Linked DNA regions of Mus musculus: region 1 is linked to region 2. Evidence: chromatin contacts called from public promoter capture Hi-C data. All regions are on one chromosome and are shown on one strand. Each heading gives the region's core, a stretch centred on a gene start, on an enhancer-like site or on the middle of the called end of the contact. The rest is flanking DNA. Distances are from core to core; before and after follow the strand shown. Region 1 overlaps Kcnma1 (potassium large conductance calcium-activated channel, subfamily M, alpha member 1). Region 2 holds the start of Lrmda (leucine rich melanocyte differentiation associated).

Region 1 (7,137 bases), core at 69-2,568, 1.4 Mb after region 2:
TGGATTCGTCTGCCCCTTGTCAAACTGGCATAGCGTTAGTTGTGGGATACATGGGATGGCAGTTTCACTGAGAATCCAGAATGATCCAGACGGCTGCTGTCTCTTTGTTAACAGGAAGCCAAACTGATGAGTTTGTAATGCGTTTCTTATCAAAGATGGTTTCAGAGAAGAAAATGCACCCCATCAGTTTGGCAAGTATTTCATAGAGGCCAGATTATGGGCTTTAATCAGAGCACTGACGTTATTTTCTTGAAGAAAGAGACAACCCAGCATCCATCCCATTAAAATCATCTCATGCCAATGAATTATGTATTTATGAATTTATAATTATCCTTGATTCTTTCCTTCCTGCTGCATCCTTAATAAAATCATCAGCTGGAGCGTACAGAGTGATGACGTGGAATATACAAGCATCCTTGTTTATTTATTTATTTATTTATTTACTTACTTACTTACTTACTTATTTTAAGGTTAGTGCTGATATTTTTGAGCCTCCTGTCTAAAACCATCATTGTAAATGTCAGGGTGGCAATTCTCAGCTCAAACATTTAACAAAGACATAAAGAAATGTAACAGAATGTGGGGTACCTGAAAACAAACTTCCTTCTAGTATGCCTTATTTATTACTGTGTAGGTTTCATTTATATCATCATGAGGAAAACCCCTGTTAAGGTGCCAGCCACTGCTCTCTGCACCTTAAAAGGACTCACATGGGTAAGTGAAGCTCCCAGCTTACTGCTGCCCATTTTGGTTTCCTCCCTGTTAGATTCCAAGGCTAAACACTGGCATTAAACCTTGTTTACTAGGTCATCCTTTCAAAAAGATGAGATTTCGTTCATTATGATCTTTCCTCTATTTTCATTATTTAAAGATATTAGATGACGTTCTTGACTTCTGAGATTCCAGATATGCTCTTAAAACTGACTGCACCCTCTCCCTACCCTGGCCCTGCGCATTTCTCAAGGGCATTCATTCGAGTGGCTGTTCCCACCACCCCACAGAATGCTATGAGGTAAACAACCAGTGGCTTATTTCTTTGGATCACTTCACACTGTGTGCATGAGATTGCTAAGGACAGCCTGTGCAACACAGGCTTCCTCCTGGGTTTACAAATTGTCAGATAGCCAGAGGAGTGGAGAAAGGATCATGCTGCCTTGGAACCTGAGTCTTGCCACCTGCCCAGGGTGAGAAACAAAAAAGTGAGAGGGTGTCAGAACTCTTGCAGACATCAGTGCAACCCCACATCCACCGCTCCCAGTTACTGCTATGCTGGTTTACATTTTCAGTTTGGGTTGCGAGTTCCTATTAGCTCGTATGCTTTAACTGATATCTCACCCTCTTCCTGTTTTCCCCCTCCCCGCTAAACAGCTTCACATGAATATGAGTAGCAGATGTCAATCATACTTTTATTTCCGTTTTCACTCTGCTATTTCTGTTGTTAAAATTAGTGCTTGGTGGGCTGATTCTGCCTTCTAAAGACCAGCCCCGAATCCAACTGTGTCTACATAGAGCTGTTTTCTAAACCATGTATTATATAAATAAAGATCATTAATATTACCATTATCAGGTCATCCATAAACACCATATCTGCTGTGGAGTCCATTGTGTCAAGGGCCCTAGAATTCTAATATGTATTCCAGATGGTTAACACGATATTTCTCTGAAACTCTGATAAAAGCAAAATGCATGGATTTTTTAGTGCAACCCAGGTACCCAGTGAAAAATGTCCTGACAGAGCCCTTTAGAAATATGGGATGCTTTTAACCTTGGGAGGCAAGGCACAGTTGGGATTGTGATTTTACACTAAACACAACATTTAGTATGGTATGTTTCTTAAGGACATAGTAACCTTCTAAAGACAGTGCTGAATGGTCAGCTCAGAATCCATCTCTACTATAATTTATTGTCCGGATATATCCTGTGCAGCATTTTAAGAATACAAGTGTGCAGTGGGTTCCTTGCTCAGCACACTGTGAAAAGAAGCTGTGGGGTGTAGATCCTTCGGCTTGAAGGGTTCCAAAGTGCTCTGGTCTCATCTTCTTTGGGTTCAAGACTACACTAAAAATCAAAGCCAGAAGCAGAGCTTAGGTCTGCTCACTGAACTCAGATCATTAGCCACCAGAACCCCACCCATAAAGGAGAATTAGATGATAGGGGATCTTGGAAGTCTTAACAGTGTGTGTGTGTGTGTGTGTGTGTGTGTGTGTGTGTGTGTGTGTGTGTGTGTGAGTGCGCACATGTGCAGGCCAGAGGTCAGCATTAACTGTCTTTTTCAATCTCTCTCACCTTAATCTTTGAAGTTCAATGATATGGCTAGACTAAGCTGACTAGCAACATGTCCTATGCCTGCTCTTGCAATGCTGGGATTACAGGTACATAGCAGCACATGGGACTTCTGAGGCAGGTTCTGGGGAGTGTACTTCTATTGTCATGCGTCATGCTTACATCATAAGAACTCTACAAATGGAGCCATTTTCACAGTGTTCTAGGCCTCTTTGGGGTTCTGGTTTCAGAATTACTGGGCATTATAAGATCTATTGTTTTTCTTTCTAGAGATCTGAGAGATCAGATGCCCTGTGATGCAGAGATCACAAGGTAATAGCCTGACAAACAAATGGAGTCACTGGTAAGCTCTGCTTAACTCCATCCTGCTAATCCAGGGAATTCTGTAGGGGACAGTTTTTTTTTGTTTGTTTGTTTTGTTTTGTTTTGTTTTGTTTTTTGTTTTGTTTTGTTTTGTTTTTTTTCAGCCAGAAATTTACCCACAAAACCATGGATTTCTAACTACATTTAAAAATCTTGCAGGAAACCAGGTATTCATTCTAGGAAAGTCTGTTGTCTCACAGGATATGGGTTCCGCAACTGGACAAATCCCCCACTGCTGTATATAGTCCCTGGCTTCACAAGGCAGGCAGTCCTCATTAGCCTTTGTTTAAGCACAATACTCCCAAGATAGGGCAAATTCTTATGGCATGCTATGTCTCCAATTGTCAGTTGATACTGTGTGGCAAGGAGGGTAGGAGCTATGTACCAGGATTGGAAAGCACCCTACTGGCTTCAAACCTACACATTGGAGGCTTACAAAATTCCAATTGGCTTTCCTATGTAATGTGAACAGTCCAAGTACTTAGGTCCTAGTGATATTCTGAAAATGGATGGAAACTGTAAAAAGTGCATTGATGAGTCCCCTTGTTACACTCTTGCTAAACTTTCTCCACAACTGTTTTCTTGACTTGAGGAATAATTTGGAAGTCTGTTATGGGATCCTCCACATTGCCTGTCTATTGTCCTTTAATGGCTCAGCACTCTATTTAAATTGGCTCCTATTCTCTTTCTGCCTCCCGTAGGCAACTGATCCTTTGTCCAACTGGGAGAATGAGTTTGGTGTCCTGTACCACCCTCATCCTTTGCATTATTCAACAGTGGCCTTTGAGCCATATTTGTGTGGCCCCAGTGAACTGTTCAGGCCAAGTAATTAGGTTTGCTAAGTGTCATAAAACAAAGCAAGCCAAAAAACTTTTCAATGGGCTCCACTTGAGGAGGCTGTGACAAATGAAACTCAGATGTGAAGAAACATGGAGAAACCCCACTGTTCCCTCTAAATTACAGGAAACGTGTGCTGTCTGACTGTAAGGGGCTCTTTTTCCTGGATTTCTGGTGGGGGGGCCATGAGATGATAGACATACATTGGCAGGGTAGTTAAGTAATGGGATGGGGGAGGTGATACCTCCTTCCCAATGTATTAGTCTACTGAGCCTTCAAGAAACAAGCTACCCTCTCCCTTTCCAGAAAAACGTTCCTAAATGAGGTAGACTGTCTTCTTTAAGACTTTCTTGGCTCTTCTCATATTACTCCCTGTCATCTCCTTAGTTAGTTCTGTTATTAACTTATTTCCTGCTCTAATGTGTCCCCAACTAGACTTTGAAGTCCCTCTAATGTCGTTACACACACCTCACACATCGATGACTCTCCCACAGACTTGAGCCCCTGGTGAGGTTTACTAGTAAATTGATCCTAGTGGCTAGATCAAGCTTGGCAGAGTAAAGGAAAGGGTCTCGTGGTCAGGAGCCCTGGCTTCTTGATCCAAGGCCTAGATCTCATGTGCGGCATCAGCAAGACACTTCCCATCCTAGGAGGTTGGAATTCATTAAATGTAAGACCTTCCCAGCTCTGCTCAGTGATGATTTGAGCCTGAACGCTGTCTCCTATTATGTGGGAAATATAATTGGAGCCAGCCATTGACTAAAGGCCACATAACTAGCCAGCCACAAAATAACTCTCTAATACTTCCTACCAGACTCCACCTAGAAGGTTACAAAAGGAAAAAAAAAAAAAAAAAAAAAAAGACTGCTGTGCCAGGGAAAATCTGATTTGCTTTGGCGATTAAAGTTCTGGCTTCCAAGGAAATGAACCAGGGAAATTTGTAGAATGCCAATGTTTGAGTCTCATGCCTGTCTATTCAACCAAAACCTTGGGAAAACTGGGCTGAGGATGAAGTTCAAGAGTAGAATAACTGTCTAGCAAACACGAGTTCCTAGGTTCAATTCCCAACATTCTATACATACATGCATACATATATACATACATGAATGAATGAAGCAATAAATAAGTAAATAAAGTAATAATTAAATGAAACCTCAGGACTTTGCTTTTTCTTGTACTTTCCTTTTAAATCTCCAAAAGACATCAAAAAAATGAGAATGACAAGTTAAGCTAGATAAACAAGACAGATTTACCCTCAAATATGTAATACACAAGTTATATAAACCTAGCCATACAAAAGAATTATATGACAATGTCACATCAGAGATCAATACACACCCCAGACAGTCAGTCTTACCCAGTGGGACCTTCACAGAAAATAAGTTTAGAGACAAGAATGAGATGGGAAGACATACCAGCCTGGGTTTCTGTGTGCCCAAAGATCATGGTCCTCTGCGGATACACACAGTTGAGAATAATGTAGAAATGGGCAATAATAAAGTGTGGAGAGACCAGAGGGTGGAAGCAACGAGTAAAGCAAAGACCTTGAAAATACTAATATAAGGATTCTAAGAGGATCACTGTGAATGGAACAACCAGGGTACCTGAGCACACAGCTAAAGAGTCTTGGATAGATACATGCTATAAAACTTCACATCCCGAATGACAGACTTTGGACAATACCTGAGCAAGTCAGATCATCTTAAACTTTTTTCCCCTTTATTCTGGTGGGTGGGAAGTAAACTCGTTGGAGAAAATGATGAAACCCTGCCTAGCTCAGCCCAATTTCCTTCAGGCTGCTACAAAGTTACACTTATAACTTTGTCCAAGATAAGACATATTAGAAGCGCATACAACCTAAGTGCAGGGGTCTGCCATGGACATTTCTTATCCCGAGCAGGGGAACTGATGGCAAGATAAAGTTACTGAACCTCTTGGAGAAGGGTTCTGTGGGTTATAGGAAGCTGATGTCTTACTGAGTGATCAACCTATCCTTGACTCTCAGCTTGTTGTTTCCTGTCGTCTGGGCAGAGATCTGGAAGGGAGGCCAGCAGGGACCAGCTTTTACTGAAAACTAATGACAATTGTTTTCTGAAAAGTCATTGTCAACAAAATCAGTTCTTGGAAGTAGAGTCCTGGACAGGGAACTGCTTCCCCACCATGTGCTGTGTGGTTTGGTCGGATTAATAACACTTTGTAAACCACACAGGCAAGGCAAAGAGTGTCCAGCACTGGCCAGCGCCCACCACTTATACCTGGAAGTTTCAAAAGCCCAGCACAGAAATGTCCTAATGGACGCTCAAAGTTAATGAATTAAAATTATTATTCATTTACAACATAAGTAAAGTATATCTTCCAAGTTACTAACAGGTAGAATACTAAAGAAAATAGGTAAATTATTCTCTCAATAAAAATGTCTGTCTCGTAAACAAGGCAGTATTTATCACATGTTGTACTTTTCTTTTTCTTTCTTTCTTTTTTTTTTTTTAAAGATGTATCTTTGGTTTAAAAAATAAATTTGAAAATAGGCTATACATATAGATAGAAGAAATAAACAGTTGTTGCCTATAGTTATGTTTTTAAAAAGTATTTAATATTTATTTTGGTAGTCTTATTTGGCTCATTGATAATGCCCAGGTTGAAAAACAAATCACTTTTTCTAAAAATAATTTTACTGAAATCTAAAACAAGACATAAAAATAAACCCTTATGCCATGTGTCAGGACTGACTTCTGGCCCCATAGAGAAAAGCAACACCCATTGGTGAACATGGATTCTAACTTGGTAATTCTTTGTGAGACAGCATCAAGTTGGAATTATTTTCAGACGGATATTAATCCAGTCTATTTATTAACTTTATAAACATGCCCTCCATATCCTGATGGGTACTGTGGGAATTAACCTGTATAACCAATAGATTAAAGACATGGCCATTCCACTCAGCAACAGCGGGAGGGTGGTGGGGAGGCAACTGGAGGCTGACTCTGCTTTCTGGGTCTTTGTCTTTTAAATTCAGTGAATGTTTACTTAGCTGGAACTTTCTCCAAGTGAGCATTAGACTGGGCAAATTGGATTTAAAAGAAATATCGCAAGTTGAGAGGTGTTGTTTTAATGGATGCATATCTCTTGCAAAAAGAGTTTCAGATATCCATCTTAGAGAAATAAAGGAGAATCAAGAGAAAGAGAAAAGGCAGGAAGTGAGGCAGGAGGATAGGCATTTAGAGGCCATCTGGGAGGGAGCATTTCATTTATAGGGTTGCAGTGCCACCTTCTGGTTACTTCATATTTCAAGTCCCCCTGATCTGAGGCCATCTATCTCACAATCTAAGCCTCAATGTGCAGCTGTACAACTGCAGTTCTCCAGCGCTGTTATACGTAAGAATTTTATTGCCCGTCAGCAGATTTCTAACCCACTGGTTGAAGTTTAATAATCTTCTGTTACCTGAAGTATAGGTTATATAAAAACCTAGCATGCTAATTGTTGACAAACCAATTCTAATACACAAAGCTCTGTAACTCACCCAGTAAATACCCAAATACATCAACAGAGAGAGCTCCTTTTTGTTCTAACAGTGTGCTATTAATACAACTGATCATTTAACATGAGATTCACAACGCGCATTTCAAAATATGGAGGAATCAGGGGCAAGGCTT
Region 2 (6,543 bases), core at 769-3,268:
AGTCCAGGGCTCTGGCAGGATGAGCATTTAGAATGAAAGGGGAAAGGGTGGGAGCACAGTGAGATGGTTAAGCTGGTAAAGGTGACCACTGTCAAGCCCAAGGGCCTGAGTTAGTTCTCCTGGACCTGCTTGGTAGGAGAGATCCAACTTTCGAAAGCTGTCATCCACCTCTTCAAGTGCGAACATGTATATATGTTATAATGGACACACACACAATGTAATAATAATTATGGGGAAGGGAAGGTCCCAGCTCAGCCTCAGAAGCAGTCTCTTCCTGTCTCCTGCTCTTCTGTCTCCAGCACCGTCTCTCTCTAGAAATGAGTCATAGAAGCCAAGACTCCTCATCCCCAAGGTGGATCCTGGGAACCTGACCCCCTCTCCCTCAGAGCAAGACTTACATCCTAGAGATCCTACTTGAAGCTGTCTTTCTGGGTGGGAGCTGGTCGCAAAGAAATCAAGTTGCCTTGTATGATGGAGAGTCCTTAGATCCTGATCCCAGAAGAGTCCCAGTGGGCTCCCTGGGGGAGGGATGCTCTCCTGCCCTCTCCCTTTAATGTTTACACACTCAATAGTGCACCCTTTTGTCCGTCATATTCCTGTTCAGCTAACTCAGCTTCATCCAGTCTGAGCTGTATCTTTGTGCGAGCGCACGCGAGCGCACACACACACGAACATACATGAATACATACACATGCACACACACACACATGAACATACATGAATGCATACACATGCACACACACATGCACACACATGCACACACGAACATACATGAATACATACACATACACACACACACACGAATACACATGAACACACACACATACCAACATATACATACACACACATACACACACACATGAACACACACACACGCACACACACACACACACACACACACACACACACACACACACACGGACATACACACTATTTTCTTCTCAGAGACACAGTCTTGTTATGTAGCCCCGTCGGGCCTCCAGTTTGAGATACCGCCTCAGCCCCTCAAGTGCTGTCATTACAGGCCTGTGGTTTCCCATCCACCACACCTTCATTTCTGAAGGCTCCCCTACCATGGAAAACTTGGATTAAATGTGTTTTTCTCTTGCTAACGTGACTTTGCTCTAGGCCTATCTATCAGCCACGACCCCAATGATAGGTAAGGACTGGCACCATCCTTAGGGTGGAGGTGGGAAGGCAAGAGCAGGCAAGAAGAAGGTTCCAGAGGGAAATCTGGAATGTGGGAGCTGCTGGTCTTGGGTTGGATTTCCCAGTCAGGAGGTGACAATGGTCACTTCTTCCTTCTGGAGGGTGAGGGTGAGGTGGGAGGGGTGTGTGTGTGTGTGTGTGTATACACGTATGTGTGTTTAGGCTCGTGTGTGTGCTGCCGACAGGATTAATAGCTTTGATTCTTACACATGTCTCTTCCCTTGGAGGAGAATAAGAACAAAAGGATCCTGAGAGTAGGAGACATTATCAATATTCCTGCCCTAACTTTCATTACTGTCAGCTACTGCGGTGGTGGTGGGCCTGAAGAGAGTAGGGGCTGTATGACCAGCTGACACTTTAAGGGGAAAATTCAACCTTTCCTTGTAGCCTTCTCTCTAACAAATGGAAACTCCATCCCACCAGGAGACCCATTCCCCACTGCTAGCAAGCTCATACTTTTTAGACTGTACTGGGGACTTTGAGTGAAGAGGCCCCTCCTTCCAGCAGTTGAGGACGGTTATGTAACCTAGATTGTGAAATTCTGGGAAGGCCCAGTTCTGAGTCGGGAACTAGCAGCAACTCTGCTGACACGTCCACGATGGGGACCCCCTTCACCCTTCACTTCAAGTCTGAGTCTGATGAATGCAATAAAGCTCTGGGCATTGGATTCTGGAAGGGGCACCTTTTGGGGAGCGGGGGCCGTAGAGGAACCGGACAGGAACTGGGCAGGAGAGAGGAGTAGTCGCGTGGGGTTCCCACGCTGGGTGCAGCGCCGCGGGCCACCCGCTGCGAGCTGCCCGGAGGTGCAGGTTCACGTGCACCGGGTTGAGCCAGCCAGCGGCGGCAGCGCTGCTGCGCACAGTTCTTGGTGGCCGACCGGAGTCTAGGGCTTCCGTTGGTCAGCTGACCTCCCAGTGCGGAACTGCGCCGCCCGCCACCCTGCTCAGTGCCGCCCGCCTGCTGGGTTCCTGCCACAATGGCTGGGCTCATGGTCAGTGGAACTCAAGTAAGTCGGTCCAAGTGAGCCCCATCTAGTCCCGGGATCCAGTTGGGGATGGGAGGGACAGAGGGGCACGGGTCTCCAAGGCTTTTAACCTGAGTGCCTTTTCCCTGGGAGGAGGTCGCATGTGCAGGTGATGTGTGCCAAGTACCCACACTTTCTCCAAGTTGAAGAAGGGTCAGACTCTTCTTTTGATCCTGCCACACTTTGTAGTGGTGTGATAAGCAGTTGAGATCCCCCAACTCCCTCTGTCCTTAGAGTCACACTGATCAACACTTAGGGACTAACTTCTCCATGCGACCCAGTGCTGGTGGCTCATATTTTTCACCAAAAGTGGTTCAGTTTCTTCTTTCACAATGCGGGTTTTAGAAGAACTTTTAGGGTGCAAGAAAAATGTTTTAATACGCAACCGTTTACCTATTGATACCAGGGCAACTGTACAAATGATCTGATACATTTACATGGGAGAAAGGGGGGAGGGGGCATGGCAGCAAAGCGCACAGAGTCATCAGAGCCACAACGAAAACCACAGAGTGTCGCCTGGCCGGGGGCTGGAGGAGCTCTGTTTTCACAATGAGGTTCCTTTTCAAGGCTGGTGGAGGCCCAGGGTGTGCTACATTTTTACTCTGGTTCTTGAAGAGGTGTCACTAAGGCATGGCAAGACTGGATGGTAGACACCCCGCAGTGCCCGTTTTCAGCTCTTTGGTAAGGTCTCTGGTAAACTCCCCTAGGCTGAGCAGGGACCCTGTATGTGCTGAAAAAAAAAGTAGTTTCTCTTTTGCTTTGCCTCCCATGAAGCCAGCACTCACTATGCAAAGTTCTCCACCCTAGGGAGACAGGGTGAAAGTTCTCCCTTTAGGCTCAGAGCATCAGGGATAAGGGAATTGTTCTTCCTCAGAGGCCTCAGAGTTTTACAAAGGGGAAACACAAATACCTGCTGGGTGCACCCTACCAAACTACTCCATTTTTTTTTTTTTTTTTTAAAAAAACAGAGTCTGGTAGTTTATTCCTCAACTGAATACATTTATTGAGTGACTTCTATGCACCAGGCACCCTGCAGGTATTGATGGAAATAAGCTGAATTGCCATCTCTCTGCTGCCCCTATTGGCCTAATCTCCTAGGATCCCTGGCTCTGCCTGGAGTCTCAGACAGGCACAAGTCCAGAGCTCAGCAGTGAGCCTGCCAGGCTGCTGTCAGCCTCCACTGAGCGGCCAGAAAAGGAGAATCTTATTTTAAGCCAGGGTATAGGGGCTTCTGGGAGGTTTGGCTTCCTAGAAAGAGGGGTGTGTGCCCGGGAAGGGGGTCCTGCCCTCATGCATCTGCCTACAAAGCAGGGTCCTCTCCCCCTGCATACTGTGGTCTCTGCATTTCTGGTCCCAGCATTCTTTGTGCTTAGTTTCTTCCAAGTTCCTGGAGAACTTGACAGTGAGGTTGAAACTTCCCAAGACTTCCTTGTTCTTATCTTGTCCTCCTCAAGACTTGATGCTTCAGGTACCTTCACAGAGCTCAGGGGCATCTGCTGACTTGTGGGAAGGCTTTTTTTTTTTTTTTTTTTTTTTTTTTTTTTTTTTTTGGCCCTGCCCAGTATTTCAAGGTAAATTATCCAGAGGAGCTAGGAAGGCTCCAGAGTACCTTGGGGTGTTATTATCTCCTTTCCTACGCCATCTGGCTCTGGGGTTAGACTATTTTGCTAGCATCTGCTTCACACAATTTATAACAGAACCCACTGTGAGAGGCAGCACCTTCAATGTGTGCAATTCTAAAAGGCAGCTCCTTTTCTGAAAAATAGCCATTTAATAGGATGCAATATAATATTTCAGTACAGGTATAGTGTGTAATGATCAGAAGAGTAGGACTGGTGTATCATTATAGTAAACACTTACCATTTAGTTGCTTGTGCTCGAGACTGCCAGTCCTCTCTGTTGGCCGTTCTGAAACACACAATTCACAGTGGCTATCACCCACTGCTACTGTGTATTAGAGAACATTAGAAGATATTCCTTTTAACTGCTTACCAGTGAATATTCCAGGAAACCACTATTCTACTTTCAGATAGATCTTTTAATAATTAATTAACTTGGTGCTGGGACTCTAACCCAGGACTTCAACATGCTAAGGAAGCATGCTACCACTGAGTGACATCTCCAGTCCTAGATCCTTCTTAAAAAAAAAAAATCTTTAAAATGATTTACTTTGAGCTGGGTGTGGTGGCACATACCTTTAATGTCAGCACTTTGGAGGCAGAAGCAAGCAAATCTCTGTGACTTTGGGGCTAGCCTGGTCTACAGAGTGAGTTCCACTATAGCCAGGGCTAATTCAGAGAAACTGTCTTGAAAAAACAAACAAACAAACAAACAAACAAACAAACAAACCAAAAGCAGAAGAGAAAACTGATCTATAGGTTGTACTATGACCTTAATGCACAGACACACACACACACACACACACACACACACACACACACACAAATAAACATAACTTAAAAGTATTTATTTTTATTTGTGTGCATTGTGTGTGCATGTGTAAGCAGTGTGTGTGTGTGTGTGTGTGTGTGTGTGTGTGCCTGCCCAAGAAAGCTGGAAGGGAACATCAAATATTGTATTGGTTAGGTTTTTGTCACTTGACATATAAGCTAGAGTCATCTGAGAAGAGGGACCCTAATGGGGAAAATGCCCCCATCAGAGTGGCCTGTAGGCAAACCATGGAAAGCAAGCCAATATTTGGAGTTCCTCCTTGGTCTCTGCTTCAGTTCCTGCCTCCAGCCATCCCCCCGCCCCCGATTTTTTTTTTTTTTTTTTTTTTTTGCCTCAGTGGACAGTGATCTGGACTATGTAATCTAAGCAAACCCTTTTCTCCAGGAGTTGCTTTGGGCTAGTGGTAGAAGAAGAAGGTCATCCAGGACAGCCTGAGAGACATTTGTCTCTCTGGACAAAGAAAACAATGTAACGACTATGACGGAGCTCCTGGAGCTGGAGTCACAGGCAGCTGTGAGCAACCAGACATGGGTGCTGGGAACAGAACTTGTGTCCTCTGGAAGTGCTCGAAACAGCTGATCCATTTCTCTGGCTTGCTCCACCCTGACTCCTCTTAAATGAGGGAAAACCTCCCGAGAAGCCCAAGGGATGGGTTATCATTTCATTATAATGTAGCTGAAATATCCCAGAATGAAATTGGTTGTAACTTTTTCAGTACTTAGAGAAGATATCCTAAATAAAGGGATGATTTAAATGCAAGGGAAAGATCTCAATAAAAATTTTAAGAGAGGGTTAGTGATACTTGTTTGATGCTATATTGGTGCTCCTGGGGCCTCCATGAGCTGATGGCTGGCATGCAAGTGGGACAGTTGATGCGGTCCCATCCCTTTTCTCTGTTAAATCTTTTTATTCATCGTGGGCCTGACCTCATTTGGCTTTTCTTGGCTTGAATGCTTCATTTATAATCAACATAACACCCTCCCTTTTTCCATTAACGGGTGACAGCTACCGTTTGTGGCATGTATACAATCACAGACATAAACACAAACTTAAAATTTGGGCTCAGAAAATGTTAGGCTCAGGAGAGAATGAAAATAGCCAGTCCCCTCCATGGGGCTAATGATCTGAACAACAGCTACTGATTGGGCGAGTGCTTTTCATATGCTATTCTGGTCCTGTTATACAAGTACAATGGGGATGACACCGACTGCTCCCAAAGGCTGTTTCTTGAGGATGTGACAGAGAACCGGACTGCTCAGGGTTAGCATTTATTCAGTGTTACTGTGCTATTGTAACTGCTCTTGGTGGTAGTTGATGACTGTACTTGATAAGTTCAAAAAAGGGGAAGCAGAGGCTGAGAGTCACTCAGTTGGTCCAGCACCTGCCTAGCATGCACAAGGCCCCGGGTTTGACCCAGGCAGGAGGAGCAGAAGCTGAAGGTTATCCTCGGGTACATAGTGAACTCTAGGCTAGCCTGAGATACATGTAACTCTCTGATTGAAGAAAACAAAAGAGAACAGGTTCCAGGTCACTGTGACAAATCCAAGGAAACAGCTAGTAGATAGCAACACTGGCGCTCAAAATGGACCTGGGACAGTGCTTCTGGTGAGAGTCACTAACCTGGTGACAGACAGAGGTGGGGGGTGGAGGGGGTAGGGATGGTGTGGTGGCAGTGTGTGTGTGTCCCAGGGAATCTCAATCTGGTGACTGACAACACATTAGAAAGGCCCTAGAAGCCACTGTCCTGAGGGTAAGGACTCTATGGTCCCTACATTGGGAAGTGCTTATTTACAACTCAGAACTTATCCAGGTTCTATCATGATACTGTGTTATGTTGAGAGGACTGTGGAATTCTCCCC

What was found. Promoter capture Hi-C pulls out the DNA fragments that hold promoters and counts their contacts.
Region 1: a contact with region 2 is called in a promoter capture Hi-C map of embryonic stem cells, with 9 times the contacts expected there. The contact joins the enhancer-like site here to the promoter of Lrmda in region 2. A contact is called at or near these places in 2 of 39 promoter capture datasets (embryonic stem cells and frontonasal cranial neural crest), 1 of 15 datasets of contacts at CTCF or cohesin (the NIH/3T3 cell line), 5 of 115 datasets of contacts at active chromatin or transcription factors (acute myeloid leukemia, embryonic stem cells, large pre-B cells and 1 more) and 2 of 9 other capture datasets (adipose tissue and embryonic stem cells).

What each region holds. Positions count from the first base shown.
Region 1 is chr14:23,394,528-23,401,664 of GRCm38.p6, forward strand. The region is part of intron 19 of Kcnma1 (potassium large conductance calcium-activated channel, subfamily M, alpha member 1); the gene reads right to left. Among named protein-coding and RNA genes, the nearest start is that of 5430425E15Rik, 110 kb to the right of the region's middle. Within about 2 kb of position 1,319, at least 5 of the 459 cell types and tissues checked have an H3K27ac peak or open chromatin away from gene starts, as enhancers often do.
Region 2 is chr14:22,017,694-22,024,236 of GRCm38.p6, forward strand. It overlaps Lrmda (leucine rich melanocyte differentiation associated), which reads left to right and starts at 2,019. Exons shown (of 7, transcript NM_028275.1): 1 at 2,019-2,215. The coding sequence starts at 2,186. Gm41106 (a long non-coding RNA gene) reads left to right here. Exons shown (of 2, transcript XR_874397.2): 2 at 1-1,112.